Regions from separate parts of the Triticum aestivum genome. Here region 1 is linked to region 2. The links are chromatin contacts, called in public Hi-C maps. All regions are on one chromosome and are shown on one strand. The core of a region is the stretch at or near the end of the contact, and the rest is flanking DNA. Distances in the headings are between cores, read along the strand shown.

Evidence for each region. Hi-C and Micro-C count contacts between places; a contact is called where the count stands out from the background.
Region 1: a contact with region 2 is called in a Hi-C map of leaf, with 8 times the contacts expected there. The contact joins the enhancer-like site here to the promoter of LOC123063416 in region 2. A contact is called at or near these places in 4 of 5 Hi-C or Micro-C datasets (leaf and an unstated tissue).

The regions. Positions count from the first base shown.
Region 1 is chr3A:712,855,718-712,859,265 of IWGSC CS RefSeq v2.1, forward strand. No RefSeq gene overlaps it. Among protein-coding and RNA genes, the nearest start is that of LOC123057227, 21 kb to the right of the region's middle. Within about 2 kb of position 2,299, at least 2 of the 8 cell types and tissues checked have an H3K27ac peak or open chromatin away from gene starts, as enhancers often do.
Region 2 is chr3A:712,719,704-712,722,991 of IWGSC CS RefSeq v2.1, forward strand. LOC123063416 (cytokinin dehydrogenase 4) reads right to left here and starts at 1,757. Exons shown (of 5, transcript XM_044487183.1): 1 at 904-1,757; 2 at 646-773; 3 at 301-561; 4 at 1-181. The coding sequence starts at 1,510. It also overlaps the pseudogene LOC123057226.

The DNA of each region.
Region 1 (3,548 bases), core at 1,049-3,548, 140 kb after region 2:
CACAAAAAGATTGTGAAGCTTTTGAAATAGTTTGCAATTTGTATAAATTAAAAAGCCATTTAATCTACTGTTTTAGCCACTGCTTTAATTGATTTAGGCCATTTAAACACCTTGCAAAATGTTGGTTCACGACCTATATTAACAAATGATTATTTGCCACGTGATGAACATTTTAGTTCTTATGTCTGACAAATATGAATTTTTTATTTCAGATTGGATTTGAATTTGAATTGTGATTTGGATCAAGTGAAGATTAGCAAAAGTAGTGTGATGACATGGCACCATCAATAGGGGATTACTGTAGCATGACACTGGGGGGGTTACAGTCTCCTAGATAGATCTTGCGTGAGCGTAGGAATTTTTTTTGAAATTGCATGCTACGTTTCCCAACAACACGTTAATTTCTTCAATTCTCTGCACAACAATCAACACTGGATCATAATCACACTATTGTCGTTACAGGGCTGGGCTTATTTCTTTGGTTCAAATAGAGGCCCTCAAAAGACTTGTACCAAACTAAAGGAAGTTCTAAATGTTGCTCTACTCATGTATAAGAATAGCAGAAAAAAATGACACAACATTCGGAATTCAAGTTCATCAGCAGCTATTATTGCTGCCAAGAACCAAATGTCCAAACCTCCCAAAGGTTTGTCTACTATGTCATGACCCTCATGGACGGCTTTTTACGCTCAACCTAATTTGTGCAGAATCATCACCAAATCACCCAGTGGTTTGAGGAGAAAGAGAGTGGCATGTAGATAGGGGATTTCTCAAGAGAGCATGAGCGCCTCCGGAAGGTGTCGGCAAGGATCATCAATGGGGAGGTTGTCAGGACGGGAAGTTCCACTTCAAGCCAGAGCTACACGACGGACGACAACCCCAACTACAAAGCCGAACAATCGAAGGACGTGGATGACTTGTTCTCGCCGATTACCAACGTACCAAGTTGTTATATAGACTCCTTTAAAAAACTTGTCAAAATATTAATTGTGTGATAAGACATGTTTGTTGCCCTGCATTTCTTACTCTGTTTGCTGCACTAATGCTCTTAATTATTGTGACCACATTGTAATGTGTTGTATGCGTGTGGATGAATGTTTGAATGTTGAGACAATATTTTATATATGTAATGCACGTGTTAATCATGTGCAAAATGTTGCAATCACGTGATTAAAACGCTAACAGCGTTTCTCCTATAGGGTTGGATTGCTACCAACGGCAGGTGTCAAAAAGGGCTAGCCAGTGCTACCCCACACGACTGTGGTGGGTGTAGACGGAGGCCCGACATTGCTATTCCCGTCGATTGAATCTAAAGGATCTACTGCTGGATAAATACCCTTGAAAGCTAATCCTCTGGAAAGTATGATAGTAGCATCCAAATGTGCAAATGTTGTGGCAGGGGTAGGGTCGATCAAATCGTCTGCGGGTACATAAACTGCTTGAATCGAAGTTATACATCCCTTCTTAGTAGAAGCAAGGCTGGCACTAAGCACAACCCGCCACTGAAAATGTTCTACTAGTGGTGGGCGACCCGGTCGCCACTGTTGACATGTTAGCAGCGGCGGGCGCTCCTGATAGCCTCGCCCGTCAATGGTGGACTTTTTGTGCCCGTTACTACTGGGTCTTCCTGTGGTAGTGCAACCTCGCATGGTTCATGCTCAATTTGCAACGTGTCGATGGGTCAGCTGGGTATGATGTGGGGTGGTTAGTTAGCGAGAGCTAGAACGTGATTGAGTCGGGCTGGGAGCCCTACCACGCGTACGTTTGAGGTCTTTTGGATTGTTATGGTTAAATTAGGTTATGTTTTGGATTTGCACAGGGGTACTATTCAAATCATTGGATTTGCACAGAGGAGGACTTTAACAAAAACATATTTCTACATAGAAAAAACTTTCTGTACACACACAAATACATATATAACACGTTCAGGGAAAATTTCATGACAATATATTTTCTTTGCGGAATATGACAATATACTTTCATATGTGGCGTACACAAAAAAAGAAATGCGTACATGTAAATGGGCTTTTTTTTGGTTGCTGGTCCAGAATTTGTTTTCTTTATGCAGCTTGCAAATCATAATATTTTTGAACGAAATTTTACAGACCCGTCATTTATTATGTAGAAGTTTTCACAGAAGTTATTTGATTTTCTAAACTTGAAAATAGTATCATTTTTTAATCATTTGAAATAAAATCCCCCAATGTCACTCTCGGCCTCTAGTTGCTACCTTCTCTCTCCTACTGCCCGGCGGCCAGGCATGTCCCCGGCCGGTCCACTGCACGAGAGGACCAAGTTCGGGCTAGTTCGGTCCAAAGTGCGGAGCGCTGGACCCAATCTGGCTGTAGATATATCCTCCTGCTTGCTGCTCAAGTGGTCGCGGCGTCCGTTCGCGCTTCAGGCCCAGGACAGCAAGGCTGCTCTGTCGGTCCACTTCCGGGCAGCCCAGTGCAGCAGCAGCAGCAGCAGTCGATTTTGCAGTTAACGACTGCTGCACAGCAGTATGTCAGTACTCAGTGCTCAGTAGAAGCTTCAGCATGTTATGGAATATGTGGTGATAAACAGCATCTCCAGTTGGACTGGATTATTTTGATGTCTAATATGTTTGTTCAAATCCATACAAAGCAGGGACGTTTCCTGAAATTTGTTGCCCCGAGGCGACAATCAAAATAGGACGCGAAAACTTCATATAGCAGAAGAACTAATAACATAACTAATGCACAGTCTGACTTCATCATGTAACTTTAAGTCCATCTATTCTGATTCCGGAAGATATGATGAAGATCAAGAAATAAACTTTCCCGTTTTCATAAACAAAAGAAATTTAATGCTTTATTATTCAAATAGGAAATTGGAAAATCTACACAAAAACAAAATCAATGAGCGCCGCGTAGCACAGCACTTACATGGTGATTTTATAATGCTCCCCAAAGAGAAATCAAGTAATACTAATGACTTTGCCCTAAACCTAGCCCCGTTCGGCCATTCCCATCAAATCAAATGAGAACATATGAATCCATTAGCTAGCAGTGGAGCAATCGGGGTGAGGGCACACGTGGTCGGCTCGTGGTGGGTGATCGGCAGAAGTGGTCAACCATGAAGACGATCAGATGTCGTAGTTTCACGTGCGATTGGGCAATTGACGGATGGGGAATTGATGTTAGGGTCTTGTTAACGATCAATGGAATAGAGAAGCCGAGCAAGGCAGAAAAAATTGATCGGTTGACTTAAAGCAGTCAATAGAGGCCGAAATTTTGGGGCCTTGTGCGGTCACCCAACTCGGACCCGCCATCGACGAGCCTACTTACAAACATTTACACCTAGGTCATAATAGTTTCGTAGATATGATAGATATAAACATAGCACAACCAAATGTGACATTGCATATACTACATACTAAACATACAAAAATACTACAAAAAAAACTAAAAACTACCCTTGCTCCCTGTCGAAGCAAAACTAGATGCCCCCCTAGAATATGATTTCAAGTTCATGCACTTTTTAAAATCCATAAATATATTTTTAAGATTAATTATTTTTTCAAAATT
Region 2 (3,288 bases), core at 507-3,006:
GGTGGATGGTGCTTCTCGGGATGAGGAGGTTGAGCCATGGGTGTGGAACCTCCCAGAGGCCCTGGGCCCTGAGCTTGAGCTCGGAGGAGTGCACCCTGTCCAGGAACTCGAGGTACGTGACGTCGGTGTGGAAGAGGGTTGACTGTATGTATCTCAGCCGAGACAGCAGCACACCAACCTCCTGCAAAGACAAAGACAAAGATTAGACTAATTGAAAACCACACACAACCTGGGCGGGCCAAAGGCGTCAACATCTGCATTTGTATGTACATGGGGCGAGAAAATGATTAATCAACTCACCTGTTCCATGATGTCAGCCTCATCAGGGTCGAAGTTCTTGGTCATCTCAAGGCAGTAGAGCACCTTCCCGTCCGACTGGAAGTGGCTCGCCTGCACCGGGTCCTGCGGCTTGAACGACGTCCTCCAGTTGTTGAGGATGCCCGTCCGGTTGATGATCACGAACCCTTCGATGTAGTCGAAGGTCTCCTCCGCCGAGATGAGCGCCTCCTGGTCCTCGGTGAAGCTCGCGAAGTCCGAGTAGAGGACCCGGATCCACCTCACCTGCAATCGTATCCAAGAGATCAGTCCAACTGAATGAAATGTGACAAATGATTGATTTGCTCGTGTGATCATGTATTCACGTACCATCTTTGGTGCAGGTTCGAGGGCGATCCTGGCTCTGGTGATGATCCCGAACTGGCCCAGGCCGCCGAGAGCGCCGTAGAAGAGGTCGGAGTTCTCCTCGGGCGAGCAGGTGACGACATCTCCTCTCCCTGCATTTGGTGTTCATGGGACGATGGATCAGGTACAGATGTAGTTACTGATTAATTTGTTGCTGACTACTCCTAGTTAATGATGATGCCTGGTGCTTAATTAATTTGTGTGGCTGGGTTTGTATGAGACCTGTCACAATCTCCAGCTGGTTGACATTGCTGACCTGCGGTCCTTGCCGGAACGCCTGGCCGCTGACCCCGGCATTCGACAAGGTGCCGCCGACAGTCAAATGGAGGTAGTCGGTCCACGACTTGGGCGCCAGCCCGTGCTTGAGCGTCTCATGCAGCACGTTGATCCAGAGCGCGCCTCCGGGGGCGTCGACATAGGCAGGCACCCCGGCGCCTCCGCTCTGCACCACCCGCATCATGGCGCTGCCCCCGAGTGACTCCATCCGGACGACGATCCCGCCGGCGGCCTGGGACTGGCCCAGCAGCGAGTGCCCGTGTCCGCGCGCAGCGACGGTGAGCGGCGAGCGCTCGCCCAGCTGGAACACGCGGCGCACGGCGGCGGCGACGTCGGCCACGGAGCCCGGGTGCAGCACGGCGGCCGGCAGCAGGCTGCAGCGGTTGCCGAAGTCCCGGGCCGCGGTGGCCAGGTCGTGGAAGCTGAGGTGGCCGTCGAGCCGCAGCGGGCCCAGCGGCGCGAGCACGCCCTCGTCCGGCACGTGCATGGTCACCCCGCCCAGGGCGAGCAGCAGCAGCAGCTTGAGGCAGCACACCACCGACACCCTCACCATGGCTGCCTCCCCGGACTAACTTTATATATACCTCAGGAAAGCTGCGCGGCCAACCCCGATTAGCTAGCCCTCCCCAAGTGTCCACGCAGTTCGGCAGGTTGGTGGACGGCAAGCCGGCGCCGGCGGAGGAAACTTGCAAGGGAGAACAACCAACCTGCCTATAGTTACCGGCGCGCGAGTGAGTTCTTGGCTTGCTGGAGGGTGCAACAGGAGCGGCGGAGAGAGACAAGGGGGAGAGTGAAGGGCGTCGTGGGGATGGATGGAGGGAGGAGTGGGAGGGAGGGGCAGATTTAAAGGGCGCGCGCGGGCGGGCCGGCTGGGTGGCGACGCCGACGCAGCCGCAGCAGCAGCAGCAGCAGGGGGGGACGTGAGTGGCGCGGTCAACCAATCGCGGCCACTGCTGGGTCGTAGAAGTAGAACCCGTAGGAAGACCGACTGCTTGGTTTCCCTGTTGCTTTTGCTTGCACATTCTGGACGGAGACATGCCGTAGTGGCGCAAATGTTTCTTTTTACAGCCCGGTCTCCGCCGTCTCGTCCATCTGAAGCATGTATGCATGGGCGGGGTGCCATGTGTCTGCCTCTGCCGGCCGTTAAACGTACCCCAGTGGAAGAGACACGACTCCAATATCTGAGTATCAGAGAACCTGTCAGCCGATCGAGCACCGGATCGATTCCGCATGGAGCGCCAGCCGCGGCAAAGATCATATATTCTCCATGGATCATGCAGGTGTGTTCCTCCCAGTGGCACCAGGCTCCGGCAGAGCGAAGCGCTGTCGTGCCCTGCCGGCCGGATTTGTAAATTCCCGTGGCGACGCGACACCGGCGGGTCGACGGACGGATCTTCTCCGAACCTGCTGCTGCCGTTGCGCTCGCAGTCGCAGGGTTCACATGGCGCGCATGAGGCTGTCCGCGCCCAGCCCGCAGCGACGCCTACATGCTTTGTGCCATGTTCACATGCTCTTCACCATCGCCAGACAGTCAGGATACGCTCTCGTCAATATTTTTTTTTACTTTAAAAACGTATGGGCTTGGATCATCACACCTGGTAAATAACGACTAGTTGTTTCTCTTCTCTTCCGGAGACTGACTGACCGACCAGAGCAGCTGCTGTCAAATGATTTGCAGTTATAATTATTGGAGGATGAATGGCTTGACCACTTGGCTGGCGCGCATTCTCACCCACTCTTGTTTTTCCCTCCCCGGTTAACCGCGTGCGCGTACGTAGCAATCATGCACGCAGGCGCAGGTGGGAGAGGAGAGGTCGGAGGAGGCGTGGGGGCCGTGACCAGTTAGTTTCTCGTATCCAACAGCATCCCCCTGACGGCGACGTGTACAGGTACGTACACGATACAGGCAACCACCCTTTGTGGTACGACTTGGACCGTCGCGTGCCCTCTCACGTGCGTACGTGGGTTCCTGGCCACGTACGACGCACGTACGCATGCGCTGCGTGGAGTCCGGGGTAACAAAATAGGAGTAGAAAAAGAAAGAGGCTGCGATCGATGTGAAACCGACCGACACCGACACGACGCGATGGACGGGCACTGGCCGACGGGGTGCGTGCGGACAAGTGGTTCGGTCGAACTCGACCCAGAGGGAGGCCAAAAGGGAGCCGGATCCCCTGACGTACGGCCCCCTGCCGTTGGGCCGCTGACGGGTGGGTCCGGGCCCACACGTCAGTGTGTGGGTACGAGCCGCGTCCGGCCAAAAGAAAGCAAAGCAGGGGGCGCGGGTCCTGGTCAGGGCGGAGACCGCTTTGACCGTTGTGTCGAGTCCAT